Regions from separate parts of the Sus scrofa genome. Here all the other regions are linked to region 1. A link is a contact called in public HiChIP or PLAC-seq data. All regions are on one chromosome and are shown on one strand. The core of a region is the stretch at or near the end of the contact, and the rest is flanking DNA. Distances in the headings are between cores, read along the strand shown.

Region 1 (3,067 bases), core at 550-3,049:
TCTTTTTTTTTTTTTTTTTAAAAACCCAAAATTTATCACTATGTCCTGAAAAGCTGGAATTCTGAGGTGGACTGAACTTAAGCACCACTCCCTAACTTTTAGTTAAAGGCAGCTAAACAGTCTCCTCTAAACAGAAAGAAATGACAACCCAAAGCCCTGAAAGGGAAAAAGACTTGATTGACAAAAGGCTAAGCAGAACTCCAGTAAACTAATGCCCAGCTTTTAATAGTGTAAGAAACATGATCTGCACAAAGGCAACACAAAGCAAACGAATGAAGAGGGAGACACATTCATTTCTATGCTTAACTGGAGTCATTTGAAGATATACAGCAATAGTTTAGGACTTCAAGTCAAGAGGCCCAGAGCCAATTAAACTTGTAAACGTAATTTAACCAGAGCTGGAACAAAGCCAAGAACAATACCCTAACTCCTTGGGAAATTGTGGTAGGAATTTTATAATTTTAGTGGTCAGCACTTGGGCACCAGGGTAGGGTCTGTCTTGGACTGAGGAATTTAAATGCCTTCAACTCCTACTCACCTTTCCTCCTTTATCACTGAAGTAGGGCCAGGCTGAGCTCCTGAGAAAATAGGCCTGTAGATTCACTGAAGGACTAAGAAAAGTTAAAGTTTAAATGGCAAGGGTGCCTCTTCAACTAAACATAATAAAAACATATTTATGAATACATGTTAGTACTTTTTTAGACCTCCTCAGGACTATTTAGAAGCACGGTAATTTATGACTACTGAACAAGTAACTTACGTAGTTACAGAAATTAAATGAACCAGGCAAGTAATCTCCCAGCTCCACTAAAACGTAAGTCATTTAAAAGGAAAACCTGAATCTTTTCAACGCCAACCCATAACCAAACCTCTCAACAAGCCACAGAGCAGGGGGAAATCCCGGAGAGAACGTGATAGCGCTAGTGCCGGTTTGTTTACAGAGACTCCAGCAACAATCATATGAGTCAGAAATTCAAGCCACTAGATGCTTTCCAACTAACAGGGACCAAATGGGACCGTTCTACGGTGCCCTGAAAGATTTAGGGGTGAAGGGAATTACATTACAAGGGTACAGGAACAGACGGCAACAACTGACTCCAGGGTTCTTGGACCTCGGCCTTCCGTACAAGGTGCTGGGCCCGAGAACTCGGGATGGGGGAGGGGGCACACAGCGCGGTGGCCCTGAGATGACGGGGAAGCGCAGGGCAAGCCGCGTCCCCCAATCTAAAGGGGAAAAGCGCACACAAATGGGTCACCCGACAAGGCAAGACGTCCCCGTGGATTGCGGGGCATGCTCCTGGGGGCAGCCGTGGGGCTGACCTGCGAAAAGGACAGCCACTCCTCCCGGCGGTGACTCGGGTCAGAAGGAGCAGACCTGAGCCCTGGGAGCTCGAGAAAGCAGTCAAACCTATCTTAAAGGGGAACGGGGCAAGGGGGAGGGGGCCAGGCCAAGCCGGAACGAGACACGGACCGGGTAGGTCAAAGGGGGGGGGTGTCCGGCTGGGGCAGTTACAAGCACGGGAGCCGGCGAGACTCTGCAGCCCGCTTCCCGTCTTGGGTCATCCTTCTGCCAGCGGCTGCTCCGACTGTTCCAGGCCCAGCCGCCCCGTCCACTGCCGCCACCAACGCCGCCGCCATCTTACACTGGCCAGCGGCCGCCACCACCACCGCCTCCGCTCTCTGCGCTTGCGCCTGCGCTGCCACGCTTTCCGGCCCCGTTTGCGACGATGTGCTGGAGAAGACTGAGGGAAAAGTGGTCGCGCGAGCTCTCGGCTCCCAACCCTCCACCGAGGACGCATAGGGGGCGGGCCTAAGCCCAACGGAAAACGGAGCGGGCGGCGCGTGCGCATTACTGAGAAGGCGAAGTTGTTTTTGTACTGTTTGGAAGACTTCACGATCCTCGTGATACTTAAATAGAGTTAAAGGCCTTTCAGAGTTGTGGTTTAAATCAACTTCATTTCTGACGGGTTTGCAGGCAAACTCCTGGGCGACCTTCATGTTTGCCCTGTTTCTGAACAAGCAGTTTTCTCCAGATTTCTTCTGAAAACTCCATTTCCTTTGAGGATCTTAAGTGCTTGCTTTACCCTCGAGACCCATTTACCGCCCCCCCCCGCCCCGCCCCGAGCTTCCATTTACCCATTTTTAAAGAAGGGATTTAGAAGCTTGAGGTGCAGCTAAGCTATTCAAGAAGCTCTTTGAAGGGGGGTAGTGTGTCGAAGGTTCCAAAGACTGGGACAGATGATGTACCCTCTGCTTGTCTGACATCTGAAGGAAGCATGCAGGAGGCCCCTGAAAAAGTTACTCCCAGTTGCCGGGCCAGGGGCGTTTTGCCCAGAAGGCTAGGGTGTGAGGCCCCTGGTAACCTCCTCTACCGCTAACCATCCTATTATGTCATTATATATTACTTAGACTATTGCAAGAGATGCCTAGCTGGTTTGTCCACTTCCATCATTGCCCTACTAGTTAAATAAAGGACCCAGAGTGACCTTTTAAAACGTAAGCCAGGTCATAGTATTATGCTCAAAACCTCCGAAAGCTTCTCATTGTACATTAAAAATCTAAATGATCAAGAGGTTTTCCGAGGAAGGCCCTACACGACATGGCACTTATTTCTCCGATTTCATTTCCTCCCATACTACCTAGCTCTGCTCTAGCCTTACTGGTCTTCTTCTTGTCACTACAACCAAAGCATGGACAGCCTGAGGGCTTTTGTACTTGTTCCCTCTTCTTGGAATGTTCATCTACGGTATTTTTTACTAGACTCATTCTGTCCATTTAATTACATCTCTACCCAAAGGCTACTTCCTCAATCAGCTTTTAACTATTCCAACTAAAATGGTATCCTGCACTACCATCCTTCTCTGTCCTCTAACTCTGTACTTTTTCATAATTTTTTTACCATAACATTTAATCTATTATTACATTTTTATGGGAGATTTTTTTTTTTTTGGACCATATCTGTGGCATATGGAGGTGCCCAAGCTGGGGTCGATTCAGAGCTTTAGCTGCCAACCATAGCCATAGCCACAGCAATGAGGGATCCAAGCTGTGTCTGCGACCTACACTA
Region 2 (2,856 bases), core at 153-2,652, 160 kb before region 1:
CAACCTCATGGTTCCTAGTTGGATTTATTAACCACTGAGCCACGACGGGAATGCCACTCCCATGTTTCAGTGCAGAGAGGGCTCTTGTCTGTCTACCCTTCATCCTGCCTGAAGGAAGCAGTTGCCCTTCTTGTTGTTCTTGGCTCTGGTACATGTTAGGATACTGACCTCTATATGCCTCTTAGAAGCTCCGTAAGTGCCAGTCTTTGGGCTTCTCCCCCACCGACCCATCGACAGCCTAGAGTTCCTCAACAGTGTCTAAGAGGGTAATGTGTGTGTTCCCCCCGCCCCAATTACAAGGGTAAACTTGGGCAGTCCCTTCTGTGCCCCACCTGCCCTTCTGCCAGCCATCTCCCAGGTCTTGGGAGCCTTGACTCTGAAACTTTGCAAAGGCTACATCTGGAGGGCTTGGGAAGACTCTCTCCCCTCCATCTAGCAGACTTCATGCTGCTTCTTTTTTTTTTTTTTCTTTTTAGGACCACACCCACAACATATGGAAGTTCCCAGGCCAGGAGTTGAATCAGAGCTGCAGCTGCTGGTCTACACCACAGCCACAGCAACACGGATCTGAGCGGCATCTGTGACCTACACCACAATTCACAGCAATGCCGGATCCTTAACCCACTGAGTGAGGCCAGGGATCCAACCCGCATCCTCACAGAGACCATGTTGGGTCCTTAATCCACTGAGCCACAACGGGAACTCCCATGCTGCTTCTGGAGCTGCCTTTGGCTCTCATCAGGCTGCCAACCTCGAGAAGCCTCATACACAAGGGCCGCCCTGGGTTCTAGCACCACCTCTTCCTGGCTTCAGGGTTCCCACAGTCTTTACAGTGGAGAGAACGGTCTCTTGCTTCTTTCTCCGGGAAGTTAGATGTAGATGCAGGAGACCAGGTTCTAGTTCTGTTTTATCAGCTCAAATCTTGTTCATGTGCAGTCTCTCCGGGCCTCAGCTTCCCCATCGGGAAAGCAAGAGGCAGGGTCAGATCACATGGCCTCTGTTCTCTGGGATGCTGATGCTGTTGCCCAGGGCTCCCCCTCTGCCCTCCCTAAGGGGCATATCCCCCACCCCATACCGTATCTCCCCTCTCTCAGTAGTGGCTGCCATGGGCCAGGACTTGGAGGGTGAGGGGAGCGGAGGGGGAGCACTCGGTGGGACAAACGGACCTTCCTCAGGCCAGTTGCTTAAGGGGCGGGAGGGGAGGAGTCCTCAGAGATCCTGTTTCAACAAACGTTTCTTTCCCGAGGAGGGAAGGCGGGGGAGAGGGGGAGAGGGACCTATTTAAAGCTACCCTGTTGCTCACTGTCTCTGTCTGTCTGCCGGGGTCTCTGGCGCCCCAGACCGGTGGTGTGAGCTCGGGATCCTCCTGGTGACCTCTCCAGTCAAGGTCCCGCAGCCACTCTGCCCCAAGATGGGCCGTGGGGTGAGTATCCCTAAAGAGCAGGGCTGGCTCTGGAGGGAGCTGTGCGGCTCTCTGGATGATGAGGGAGGCTGGAAGGAAGGACAAAGTGGGGATGGGACCCAGAGGGAGGAGCGGTGGGCTGCTTTGAACTTGGAAGTATTGAGTCTCCCAGCCAGGACTATGTGCACAGACGGACAGTGGCACTTGCTTGCTCGCTCCCTGAGTGCTGAGTTCTTTACCACCGACCCCAGGACCAGCTCCGAAGCTCACCACCCCCCACCAGCATCCCCTCCAGCCCTCCCTCCACCCCTGCCTCATCTCCTCCCCACCAAACCCCCATGGTCCCTCCTCTCTCACCGTATCTCCTGGCCTCCCAGCGGAAGGTTATTTGGTACTGAGAATGCCCCCTGCCTTCGCCACCCTCTGAAAGTATCCATTCCTCCAGGAGTCCCAGCCTGAGAGGATGGGGGTCCAATTTGTGGTTGCAGAGAGGGCCAAGGGGCATCTGCTTCTGAGTCACCAAGCATTTCCAAACACCAGCTCTGGGAGAGAGGGGGGACCCTGGGTTCCAGGGACAGCTGGGAGCAGTGAGCAAAGGCAGAGAGCGATGTGCCCCCAGCCCCTGGTCCAACACCCCCACCCACCCACCCGGCGCTGTCCCCGGCAGCATTGTGCTCGGGCTTCAGGCCATGCGCTTTGAGGACTTTCCCAGAGGCTGGTGAGAGCTGCAGGCACCCCCCTCGGTCCACCCCAGCCTGTGGCATTCTGCAGCTCGGGATATGCCAAGGGGAAGATTAACAGCCACCGGGGATGGAGAGGGTGGGGGTGGCCAGGGCTGAGGCTTGGAATTCTTGGAAATGAAATTTCCATATGGAGAAAAGGGACCCAATCTCTTTACATCCCAAGCCTGGTGGCTTTCCTTTTGTGGAATGCTGGCAGAAGGGAGCCCCGGGAGGGTGCTGAGGAAAGAGGGTGCCCGTGGGGAGCTGTGGCGGAGTTTCTGGGCCCAGGAGGGGGTCATGCAAGGACATGGTGTCGCACTGAGTTTAGCAGCTGGGAAAACTCTGAGCCTGGACACCAGGGTTCCTGAGCTAGGGTGGGAGCTATAAATAGAACCGGTGTGTGTGTGTGTGTGTGTGTGTGTGTGTGTGTGTGTGTGACGTGTTCTCCATAGGCTGGAACTGATACAGATATCCACGGATGAGCACCTGTGTTTGTGTCTCAGCAGAAAAATTTGCAAACACGCAGGTCCTGGAGCAGGAGTGAGCAGAGACATCGCTGTGGGGGGGGGCTCATGAGGGTCTATGAAGAGTTGTCTCTGAGGTGTGGGCCTCACAGAGGAAGAGCTCACGACAGTGGGAAGATGTACTGTCTTGGGATCTTCGGCGGCACCTTGACATCTCTTGTTCCCCCCGGGGGAAAGGAAGCCCCCAACTGAAGCATGGACCTCTGAC
Region 3 (3,037 bases), core at 372-2,871, 250 kb before region 1:
TTTCTCAAAAGCTCTCTCTGGTCCATTCAGAACAATCAGAATATAATAGATCCAAGTCGCAGAAGAACTGGAGCATCTCTATCAGTCATATTTGGTTGTGTCTGTCCAGGGTTTCTTCTGGTAATGGGAAATAATTTGAATTAGAATATAACAGTTGATAAGGAGGAAGAACAAACCAGCTAACCAGATGAAAACAAAGGTGTTCTTTCCTTGAAACTCTAGAACATAAGCAGGAGCCAGCCATAAGGCCTGCCCTATGAACCATAACATTAGAAGGACCACAGCTCTTCTCCAAGACATCCTCACTAGTGGCATCACAAGGGGCAATAGGCAGAGGTACCAAAGAAAGTACTGGGAGGTGCAGACTTTGTTAAATGTCACAAAAATGGACGTATGTAGAAAACAACAAAAGACAAGGTCTCTGTAATACGCGAAAGACACTGCTAAAAGCAAGATTAACTGTGGCAGGAATGCAGCGATTCCCAGGGGAAAACTCCACTTGCTCTCTGCAGTCAAATACAGCATGTAGAAGTATGGAGAGAAGTTGTGGCGGATATCCCGTCTGGTCAGGTGATACAGGTAGGTGTGCTCCAAAAACTCCCAACCATATTTGTAGTAAAAACCGAAGCTCAGGGCAAAAAATGTAAGTCCAGCAACCGCTGCGAAGAGCAGCACAGCCCGATTACACAGCCTCTTCAGGAATTGGAACAAGCGAGCGTGGAAAGAATACCGGGATTGACGGAGGTCTTCTTCACGGTCGCGTTCCGGGAGTAAGTGGAGGGCTATGGGAAGGATATAGGTCACTGGATACATCTTCAAATGCACTGCGAAACCATAGAATACAGCGGCACGCGCGACGAATTTTTTTTCTATTAGGTACAAGGCCATAAGCACCAGGGAGGCGACGATCGAGTCCGCATTGCCTCGGCTGGACACCGCCATAGGTAGGGGGTTAAGAAGCCAAAAGACACAGTAACCGCAAGCCTGACGTTGGCCCAGCCCCTTAAGCAGCAGCAGACGGTATAAGAGGAAGGCGGTGAGGAGGTCGAAGCTGATGAAGAGAAACTTTCCAAAGAGTTCACTAACATAGATGTTGGGAGTGAGAAGCCACCCCAGCAGCGGTGTGTAACGGTAGGTCGCCCTCAGGTAAGGGGAGCGCCCTTCCGTCACGAAGCGCGCGGCGTCCGTGAAGACCTGGTAGTCGATGTCTGTGTACTTCACGAGCAGGGTCCGGTCCTGGAAGACCCCATAGAAAACCAGGGCCACTCGCGCAAGGAAGGCCACACCAAATACCCCGGAGGGGGACACCCGCAGGTTCAGGAACCACTCTCCCCAGTGCGTGGCCGAGCCCATGGTCTGACTGCACCACAGCAGCGCAGCCCCAAATCCAAACTGCCTTCAAAGGGACGTCTGACTCTGGCTTCCGTTCCTTGTCTCACACTATTCGTACATCTCCTACCAACTAGGCTGCTGAAACATCTCCTACAATCTCTTACCGAAACATCTGCCTAGCGACCACTTCCGACAGGAAGGCCCGCCCCCGTTTTGCTTCCGGTCGCACGGCGGGCGGTGGGTTTTCAGTGGCCTAGCGGGAGAATTACCTTCCTCTGGATTGGCTGTCTCCCTTCCGCTCGTCCTCCAGCGGGGGAGGGATTTCCGGTCCTTGAGAAAGACGACTTCCGCTTGCCGGGAGGGCAGGCGGGGGGTGGTGTTTTTACGGAGTTCCGCGAGCGTTATTTGTGAATGTCCCCTGCCCCTCACGCCTACTTCCTCAGCCCCAACTCCGTTTACAGACTGACCCCTGAAGCGGAGCGAGCTTCTAGCTGCATACCTCAGGCCTGGGCCGGAGACCCACGGGTGAAAAAACATGAGTGAAGAAAAAAAAAACCTGTTTGGTGTCTCATGCTTTACCTAGCCCTCTCTAGGGTAATCCTGGGGGGTGCGGGGAGGCGAGTTGTGGGCTATGAGGGGGCTGGGATAGGATGAATGGAAGGGGGTCCGGAGTGTATGCAATGTAGGGGACATACTTATAGGTTGATAATATTAGTTTTTTAATCTAAATTTGAATTCAGTTGGGCAGCCTGTATTTTAACCGGCTGCCCTTGGAGGGATGGGAAGGGAGAACAGGAATTTTCATAGAGTTCTTAAACTGCCATACCCTCAAGCCTCAGGGTCGTTCTATTTGCTATTCCTTCTGTAATCCTTGCCTTCCCCTCCCCTGTCGCTCCTTCAGGCCTCAACTGTTGACTCCTAAAAGCATATCCTGCTCTCAGCTCACTTTTTCATCACGCACTCAGATGCCATTCCTCCCCACTAACTGGGGGTAAACGGAAGAAGGTGGAGAGGCTGTCAGCTCACTCACGCAGACACCCCTGCCCAGTATATGTGGAGTCCTGTCCAGTGCCTGCTCTCCCACAGCTCCAAAATTCTCTTTTGGAATGAACATTCCTATATTATAATTTGTTACTGATAACTGATTTTTTTTGTTTCACTTTCCCAGTTTTCCATCAGGAGACGTTGAGTTCTTTGAGAGCAGAGATTATCTTGTTCTTTTCTGTACTTCAGGATGTAACACATGATCAGACTTGTAGTAGGCACTCAGCAAAACCTGAATTGATGTTTCGATTTTCCTCTTACCAGAATACCTCTGGAGTGGCATCCTTGGGGTGTTCCCAACTTTTCTCTTTCAAATATCCTTTATCTATCTCAAGTTCTGCCCTCTTCTCCAGTCCCCCTACTTCCATGAGTTTCTCACCAAGGACCTTAACCCATTAGCTCTTTCCCTTCTGTGGGCATTTATTCCATTTATAGTCTGCATTGTAGAATTGCTGTGTTTACTTAAGATTGTATTTGTAACCCTTTAAATAAGATTGTAAGGGTTTTGAGGTTAGGGATTATAGTTACCCTTAATTTTAGTTACTCATAACTGAATGTGCAGTGTTAGGCACATGGTAAATGTTCAATAAATACTGGCTGACTGACTTACTTGATTTTACACATTGATCCTTCTTCCTAGGGAAAGTCTTGTAGACCAGCA

The links. HiChIP or PLAC-seq counts read pairs in DNA pulled down with a chosen protein or histone mark.
Region 2: a contact with region 1 is called in an H3K27ac HiChIP or PLAC-seq map of skeletal muscle. The contact joins the promoter of ATP1A2 here to the promoter of DCAF8 in region 1. A contact is called at or near these places in 2 of 5 promoter capture datasets (fetal liver and fetal skeletal muscle), 9 of 47 Hi-C or Micro-C datasets (embryonic fibroblasts, fetal heart ventricle, heart right ventricle and 5 more) and 2 of 2 datasets of contacts at active chromatin or transcription factors (alveolar macrophages and skeletal muscle).
Region 3: a contact with region 1 is called in an H3K27ac HiChIP or PLAC-seq map of alveolar macrophages. The contact joins the promoter of PIGM here to the promoter of DCAF8 in region 1. A contact is called at or near these places in 2 of 2 datasets of contacts at active chromatin or transcription factors (alveolar macrophages and skeletal muscle).

The regions. Positions count from the first base shown.
Region 1 is chr4:90,213,650-90,216,716 of Sscrofa11.1, reverse strand. DCAF8 (DDB1 and CUL4 associated factor 8) reads right to left here and starts at 1,799. Exons shown (of 13, transcript NM_001244434.1): 1 at 1,644-1,799.
Region 2 is chr4:90,369,451-90,372,306 of Sscrofa11.1, reverse strand. ATP1A2 (ATPase Na+/K+ transporting subunit alpha 2) reads left to right here and starts at 1,402. Exons shown (of 23, transcript NM_001171541.1): 1 at 1,402-1,423. The coding sequence starts at 1,412.
Region 3 is chr4:90,460,091-90,463,127 of Sscrofa11.1, reverse strand. PIGM (GPI mannosyltransferase 1) reads right to left here and starts at 1,621. Exons shown (of 1, transcript XM_003355104.4): 1 at 1-1,621. The coding sequence starts at 1,353. The coding sequence ends at 82.